Regions from separate parts of the Mus musculus genome. Here region 2 is linked to region 1. The links are chromatin contacts, called in public HiChIP or PLAC-seq maps. All regions are on one chromosome and are shown on one strand. Each heading gives the region's core, a stretch centred on a gene start, on an enhancer-like site or on the middle of the called end of the contact. The rest is flanking DNA. Distances are from core to core; before and after follow the strand shown.

Region 1 (4,244 bases), core at 1,033-3,532:
GGATATACTTGGTCCAGGCCCCAGGGAAACATTTGGCCATCACACTTCTCTATCTTGTCACCGTGGAACCCTCCTACCACACGCCACCCATGCAGAGTTGGGAGTTGAAAAGCACTGTTGCCCAGAGTTTAAGTGGGTGTGGCAGTTCCTGCCTCCATAGGGATGGTCACAAGATGTGTGGTGGCTGGGTCACCTTGAGTAAGGACCTAAGGTCACCTTCCCTTTGGGGTCTGAAACATAAGGACACAAGTGCCCGAGCAGGTGGTCTCAGGCTCCAGCTCAGGCCTTTGGCTGCCTGTGTCTACTCCTGCTCATCCACATAGGGACGGCCGGAGGCTTTTGCCTTGACCCAGGGTTCTTTGACCTATTGGGAATTGCATTTAGTCCTAAAACTAACAAAAGAGCGCTCTCCTCCAGAGGATTGTGTTCTGTGTCAAATAAACATCTTAAAACTAAACTAGTGGGCCGGGAAGTGGTGGCGCAGGCCTTTTATCCCAGCACTTGGGCGGCAGAGGCAGGTGGATTTCTGAGTTCGAGCCAGCCTGGTCTACAGAGTGAGTTCTAGGACAGCCAGGACTACACAGACACAGAGAAACCCTGTCTTGAAAAAACAAAAACAACAACAAAAAAACCAACCTAAACTAGAACCCTCACCGTGATCTTCTAAGGTCCTCTGAACACCCAAGAGTTCCAGATGAAGAAGATGCAGACCTCCAGCCTCTGGCTACTGAGAACCTCCCGGCCCTATTCCTCCTTGACCTGAGTCCCTCCTCCCTTCCTCTCGGCCCTCAGCCCTACCGCTAAGGAGGCTGAGTCAGGAACTGGTAGCAACTAATGGAGAACCTTAAAAGGAAAAAAAATAGGGCTAGGCAGCACAGTTTGTATGAATTCAAAAGTATTTTCTTTTTGTAGTGGCAAAAGAAAAAAAATGTCACACAAAATATGCATTTTAAGCCAATTTGAAGTGCACATAGGATCCCATGGCATGAACTTACAGTGTCCAACGGCCATTACCACTAGCCTTCCAACATTTCTGATGGCTCCTAAAACTCGGTTGTTTTTTTGTTGTTGTTTTTTGGTTTTTGGTTTTTCCAGACAGGGTTTCTCTGTGTAGCCCTGGCTGTCCTGGAACTCACTCTGTAGACCAGCCTGGCCTCGAACTCAGAAATCTGCCTGCCTCTGCTTCCCAAGTGCTGGGATTAAAGGCGTGCACCATCATGCCCGGCTGGTTAAGTCACTCATGTTAGAATTACCTTACTTAGCTCTTCAAAACAAGCTTTAAGCTAGGTTTATTCTGCCTGTCCTGGCAGAAGAATGGAGCCCTGTAAGCTCAAAGCAAGGCTGGATGAGATGTGTCTTTATCTCTACTCCCCACATGAAATCTTCTAAGATAAACCCTGCTCCAAGTACATTCCAAAGGAAAAAAAGGCCGGAAGATAGCTTTGCAACCTACCCTGAGAGACGGCGTGGGGAGACCTGAGCAGGCAGCATACCGAAGATAAGAAAAGGGAGTTCGCAATGGAGAGACTCAGCCATGGGTATGGGACCAAGACACAAGACGTGGTCAGAAAACAAGAAAACTCCCAGCTGGGAGTGCCCGGCTGTTTGCCAGACAGTGGTGGGATGGGATTACTTTCCCCCAGCCTGCGAACACACAGATCCTGAGTTGTGGGGTGGGTGGCAGAGGACTCAAGCAGGCCACAACATAAGGGTGCCCAGGCAAAAGACATCCATTAGTATCCACATACGACTATCTCACTTCCCACTGCCCCCTACAGACTTCTGTCTAGCAATCTGTGCCCCAGACCCCCTCCTTATAGTTCCCAGACTGACAGAGTAGAGGACTAACCAGGAACCAATCGTAGGTCCTCTGTAAGAACAGCGAGTGCTCCTAAGCCCTGGACCATCTCTCTAGCCCCCAGCTTCTCTATTTTTGTTGTTTGCAGATTTTAGCGTCAACCCAAATGAGAGCTTGAGATGACATCTCAAGAAATAATCCCATAGCATTGCTAAATTAACAACTCATCTGGCTTGTTGTTGTTTTTTTTTTTTTAATTTTAAATTACTTTACTTTGATTTACATGCGTGTGTGTGTGTGTGTGTGTGTTTGCTCGCGAGCACGCACGCACGCACTCTCACACATAAGGGTGTCAGGTCCCCTGGAGCTGGAGTTAGACAGTTGTGAGTCATCAAATGTGCTCGATAGGAATTGAACTAGAATGTCTGCTAGAAGAGCAGAGAGCAGTCTCAGCCACTGAGTCATTCCTGCAACCTGAGAGTTCACACGTCCACCACTCGCAGCACCACCGCTGCTGGCCGGTCTGCTGAAGGCTATCTGAATAGCAGGGCTTAGGGATTGTTTGTTTTGTTTTGTTTGTTGCTGTGTTTAATCTTCTCAACGTTGAATGTATTATATAGAAACTCGACTACTACCAGTTTGTGTTTGGCGGTACATATGTAATTTCCTATCCTTTTAACTTAAACACTCAAAAATAAAACCACCACCACATGGCTCCTCTACTGTAGGTAACTGGACAGGGTTTAAGAAGCCCCATTCTCGCCAGGCAGTAATCCCAGCACTTGGAAGGCAGAGGCAGGCAGATCTCTGAGTTCGAGGCCAGCCTGGTCTACAGAGTGAGTTCCAGGACAGCCAGGGTTACACAGAGAAACCCTGTCTGGAATAAAACAAACAAACAAACAAAAAAAGAAGCCCCATTCTCTGCAAGCAAACTCATCTGCACTGTGGCTAGCCAAATGCTCTTAAGATATACTAACTCTTGAAAATACATTTTCCTAAGTTACAAGAATCAAATAGGAAATTAGTCAAGAAACACTTTGGCCCAAGCTGAGGAAGACAGCGGCGTGCAGCACTAGATTCTGAGCATCGAGGGACTGGAGAGGGGGTGGATCCTAGGGTTCTATCTACCCACTAATTCAGGTTCGGCAACATCCTCAGAGCAAACTTTTCTTTTGTTCTGGTGTGTGTGTCTATCCATCTGTCTGTCTGTCTGTCTGTCCTTCCTCAGGCACAGTCCACCTTGTTATTTGAGGCCCAGAGCGTGTCAAGTAGTTAGGGTGGCTGGCTCTCAAAGCCCCAGGGATTTTGTGTGTCCCTTGCTTCCGCCATGCTGGGTAACAAGCCTGTGCCTCTACACCCAGCTTTTTAAAACAAAACAAAACCGGGTGTTGTCAAGATGGAACTCAGGTGCCTGTTCTTCCAAGGCAGGCTTTTACCGAGCTATCAACCCAGCTCTGAAAATGATGTGTGTGTGTGTGTGTGTGTGTGATTCCTGGGTGTAAAGATTCAGTCATTTGCAGGAAGCCCAACTTGTTATGCGGATGCAGGAATCCAATTTCTGCTCCTCAGGTTTGTGCACTTTATTAAGCCATCTCTTGAGCCTCTAAATTCGAGTTTTAAATACAAACCACCTTCCTACTTTCCAACATACAAGATGCTGGACACCCCACCCACACTTAATACATCCCCAGTCAGCAAGCCTCATGTTTGGACCACTCCCAAGGCTGTGCTCACTCTTCCCCTGGTCAAGAGAGAGCCAGGTGGGGGTAAATGCCCCACAGCCACTGCCAAGGGTGGTGGAGGAGTCCAGCACACCGCCTGCATGGCCCCTCGTCCCTGACAGCCGCAACACCACCCGATGCTTCAGAATCCTTTTGACTCTTCCCACCACTAACAACCGCACACCCATTTTCATAAATTCTTTATTTTGGAAATTTTAGTAAAAAATCAGTCAGGAAAAATTGAAGAGATTTATTGTATAGTAATCAGACAATTGATTTGAATAAGGCACATTCAACATCATCACTATGGAAATGAATGCAAAAAGCAGTTATGGTGATTTGGTAAGTTTGACAAGCCATTACATTTGTAAATATATAAAGGCAAAACTCTATGGGGTTAAGAAATCTTTGTTAGAGAAAGTAAGAGTGTTGGTGAAAATCATTTTTGCTGCACTACTCTCGTGTTCACAGGCTGCATCTGTCTGTCATAGCCAACATCCGTGCTCACAGTGCTCCTGTCTTTAACAAGACTGTGGACCAAAGGCTGTGAGACAAAGCTGTACCATCAGCCACAGTGATTGGGGGTGGGGGTGGGGCACATAAGCCAATGGGAAGGGTACTGAGCCTCACTACTCCCCCTAAGCCTGCGGACTTCCAGGTAAAAGTTACTAAAATTAGTTCAGTGTTAAGAACTCTCTAGAGCTTTTCTGACAATCTCTGAGTGG
Region 2 (4,244 bases), core at 705-3,204, 550 kb before region 1:
AAAAAAAAGGTCATATTTTGTAACTCTATATTTAAAATTCTTCATTGGTCCCAAACTTACAGTAAAAATCAAATCTTTAAAGGGCCTTTCAGGTCCCTTATAGGTTAATTTGCCCAATTCTTTCTTCCTTCCTTTCTTCCTTTCTTCCAGACAGGGTCTCATTCACTCTGTAGAGCCTCCTGGTCTTGAACTCACAGAGGTCCACTTCCCTCTCTCCTTTCCCCACTGCTGGAGCTGAGGTGTGCACCATCACACAGCAGTTTGTTTTGTTGTTTAAGATTTTTAAAACTTAATTTATGTATGGGTGCCCGTGAAGGGAGAGGGCGTCAGGTCCGCTGGAGCTGGGGTTACAGGTGACTGTATCTGCATTTCTGCACTCACGTATGGGTGCCCATGGAGGAAGGAGGGCAGCAGATGCACTGGAGCTAGAGACACAGTGAGGCCACCTGGTACTAGGATCTGAGCTTCAGTCCTTGGCTAGAGTAGGGAGTATTCACAACCAATGAGGCCTCTCTCCAGCCCTGGTCAACCTTCTCCCTTACCCTTGCTTTCCTGCCCACCACTACCCTCCCCACTACTGCTTAAACAGGGCAGGCACACACCCTGACTTTTTTTTTTCCACTTGCCTTTTCTTCTGGCTAAAATAGTTGTCTCAAAGATATTTCACTCACTGTCTCAAACCGCCCCCCCAAATTTTTTTTCACTCAAATGTAAACCTTTGAGGACATTTTCTGATGATCCTATTCAAAAGTGCATATACTCCTACATGCATGTATAGTACCTAAGTCTCTTGGGTGCAATGTTTTGAGGCCAGGAAGTTTCTTATTTGTTCATTGACAAATAAGTACAGACACACAGAACAACAACAGCTGCTGCCCCCCCCCCCCAAGAGCTTATTTACAAGAGGCTTTTTTAAAAAGATAACAAAAACCAAAACCAACCAACCAACCAAAGTCCCCGGCATGTGGCACATGGCTGTAACACGGGCACTCCAGAGGCTAAGGGAGGAGGATGTTAAGTCCCACATCACATAAGCACAACATAGCAAGACCCCATCTCCAAACAAACTACCCAGCACACAACAAAAGGTTTGCTGAAGGATAATGTGTGGCTTGCAAACTCACAGCAGGCACTATTAGAGATGAGCAGCAAGCCCCCTGGGGCCACACATAGCTCGGTTTACACTGCATGTCTCTTTAAATGTGATGAACCAAAGTTCCGCACTGACAACTGTCAATATACAGGGAGATATCTAGACATGGTCCATCTGCTCTAGGGAGGGACTTCAGGTCCAAAAGAGGGCTACCAAAGTCAAGGTGTCAAAACGTACAAAGAACGGAGTCCACAGGACAATCCTGTGTAAAATTTAAAGCTATGGGAAGAGTTGGGTATTCTTGTCCCAGGAGAGTTAGGTAATATATTTACTATATAATCAACACATACACAAAAAACTCTTCTTCAAAATTTAATAAATGTAATAAAAGCCAACCACTGGTACATACCCCTGAGATGAAGTGAAAAACACAAGATAAATGCAGTACCTAAGAGACAAGGCCCAGAACCCAAGCCCAGGAGACTGTCTTTCCGTTCCCTGGCCTGGCCGCCCCTCCTGTCTCTGACTCTTACAGAGCTTCCTTCTTTCCCTCCTTCCTTCCTCCTTCTTCCCACTCCTTTGTTCTTGTACAACAAGTTCCTGTCCAATCTGTCTGCACAGGATATCCACAGAAAACATTGCCGGTCCTACCCTCTAGCACCAAACAAAAGGAAAATATCATCAAGTAAAAATGCCCAAATTCCCGCTGAGGCCAAGACTAAGCACGGAGCTAATGAATGATCTTAGCTGGAAGGCTGCGGAGGGATGAGTAAAAGAAACAAGAAGAGGCAGACTAAGAGCACGGCAAAAGCAAAGGAAGCCCTGGAGCCTCAGTGAGCAGGGTCCATGGTATGTTCGCCACTAGTTAAGACAGGCAAGCCCTATGAGTCAGACGTACCGCGCCCAATTCAGTGTCAGTGTGGGCTAGAACTTCTTAACAATGCAAGTTAACTAAATCTTTTAATTGACCCACTGCAATAGCAGTAGATCGTGAGGATGTGGAAAGAAGGCAGCAGAGGACCCCAAACTCTACTGAACTGTGTAAAAGACTTAAGGAACAGAAATATTTTGAGAACCATAAAGAAGTAATTTGTTATCTTTTCTACTGAATCATTTGTAGGACAAATACACACACACACACTCACACACACAAAACAGCAACATACTTAAAACCTATAATAATAAAACTGAAACACAAATTCAAATTTGGATATTTAATGCTTAGCTTATAAAGCACATTTTCAATATTTAAATTGTTACTTTTTTTTTAATCATTCTCATTATAGATTGTCAGGCAGTAATCATTGCCTCAAAGTGTTTTCATTATTTTATATTACTTAACATTATTCTACTTTGTATATGCTCTAAGAGGCTAGGAATTTTTAATAACTCTTCTAAAAACTATTTTAGTTGGGAATATATTTGGTAATTTTCAATTTAGCTTAAGTTTTTCAATCAAGATGTGCCATTTAACATCATTTTACATATTATCCATGTTCTTCCATTCATTACACATTTATTAAAGGTCTAGTATGTTGGGTGTGCTGGTACACACATTTACTCTCAGTTCTCATGAGGCAAAAACAGGCTAGCTACTCTCTCTGAGTTTGAAGCCAGCCTGGTCTATACAGCAAATTCTAGGCTAGCCAGTCAGACAGTGAGATTCAATCTCAAATAAAACAAGACAGTGCTGTGGCACACACCTTAACTCCTGGTGCTGGCTGGCAGACGCAGACAGATCTCTGAGTTCCAGACCAACGGAGGTTACATTTTGAGACCCTGCCCCCCTCCCCATAAAACTGAAAAGATAAACAAGCACACAAACAAGCCATGTAATCCTCACTGAGCCCAGTGGAGACTACAGGAGCAGATAACCCACATTTCATTACTGTGTTGTCTACCCCCACCCCAGCCTCATCTCAACACACCTGTCACGTGGGCCACAGCGAACTCCGAGACATCCCTGCCCAGGCAGGGAAGCAAGGTGTCCTGGTCTCTACAGTAACTGGTTGATGGCAGCTGAACAGGTCCCAGGACCATGCCTTTGGCCGAGCAGCATGAAAAGTTAAACTGTTCTGAATAGAAGAGCCTTAAAATTCCACTCTGGCCAGCAAGCCATACACGTGGGACATTACTCACACAGTCAGGGGCCAGAAGGAACAAAGTGCAAGTTCAACCCACAGGGGCGGAGTCCTGAGTAAGGGTGGAGCCACTCCAAAACCTCAGGGATCCGGTGGGGGTGATGCAGAGGCTATTTCAGTCTCACAGAAGTAACTGTTCACAATACAATCAGCTAGGGTCGGTAAGCATAGAAACTTCCAATCCCGAGGACAGAAGGGGGCATGACTGCTCAGTGTTTCCCTGGAGAAACCTGTTTACAGTACACCACCAAACACTTTGAACAGTCAGGAAACGCCTAACAAGACTCATCTTTTACATCACTCCAGTTAGTTCAAGAAACCACAAATCTAAAGTCAAAGAAATAGCTACAGCGTGACTCATAAACACAGGCAGAAGCGGAGAGCAACTAACTGCCTCCCCTAACAAATGGCCTGTGCGGCTCAGTACAGGTAATGGCCTGGCACAGTGTTCAACTGTGAGTGCTGAAACTTGGAAAGGCAAAAGCCTAACTGTGAACAAAGTGGGAAGGTACACAAAATTTAAGACCTTAAAATAAGAATGATTTATGAGACAAACTAGTAAAGTAAGTAATAAATAATTTACACAGCCGACGAAAATAATTCAGAGAATATATGGGGCACACATTTGTAACACTCTAGCTTGGCTAAGTGGAGGCAGAAGGATTGCAAATTCAAAGCTAGCCTGTGCTACAGAGCCTGCCTCAAAAAAACCTGAACCACAGTATCATAGTAATAGCACTCATAATTACTTATAATAAGGTATTATAAGTAATAATACTTATAACCATACAGCCGGGAATGCCCACTGTACTGATTATTAAGTACCTACTATGTACCATTTATTTAGGTCAATAAAAGAAACACAGTAAAAATTACAGGAAACCATGACCTAAATACCCACATTAAAATAAAAGCACAAGGGCTGCAGAGATGGACTCTTCCAGAGGTCCTGAATTCAATACCTAGCAACCACATGGTGGCTCACAACCATCTGTAATGAGATCTGATGC

What was found. HiChIP or PLAC-seq counts read pairs in DNA pulled down with a chosen protein or histone mark.
Region 2: an H3K27ac HiChIP or PLAC-seq map of extraembryonic endoderm stem cells shows a contact between it and region 1. The contact joins two enhancer-like sites. A contact is called at or near these places in 14 of 484 Hi-C or Micro-C datasets (the BV-2 cell line, the CH12 cell line, the G1E-ER4 cell line and 11 more) and 12 of 115 datasets of contacts at active chromatin or transcription factors (the NIH/3T3 cell line, the SCID.adh cell line, T-cell acute lymphoblastic leukemia and 8 more).

The regions. Positions count from the first base shown.
Region 1 is chr1:156,068,324-156,072,567 of GRCm38.p6, reverse strand. It overlaps Tor1aip2 (torsin A interacting protein 2), which reads right to left. Exons shown (of 7, transcript NM_172843.4): 7 at 3,707-4,244. Among named protein-coding and RNA genes, the nearest start is that of Tor1aip1, 34 kb to the right of the region's middle. Within about 2 kb of position 2,282, at least 44 of the 459 cell types and tissues checked have an H3K27ac peak or open chromatin away from gene starts, as enhancers often do. A contact at or near this core is called in the NIH/3T3 cell line, embryonic fibroblasts, extraembryonic endoderm stem cells and 2 more, where this site is marked.
Region 2 is chr1:156,614,836-156,619,079 of GRCm38.p6, reverse strand. The region is part of intron 1 of Abl2 (v-abl Abelson murine leukemia viral oncogene 2 (arg, Abelson-related gene)); the gene reads right to left. Among named protein-coding and RNA genes, the nearest start is that of Tor3a, 57 kb to the left of the region's middle. Within about 2 kb of position 1,954, at least 152 of the 459 cell types and tissues checked have an H3K27ac peak or open chromatin away from gene starts, as enhancers often do. A contact at or near this core is called in the NIH/3T3 cell line, embryonic fibroblasts, extraembryonic endoderm stem cells and 2 more, where this site is marked.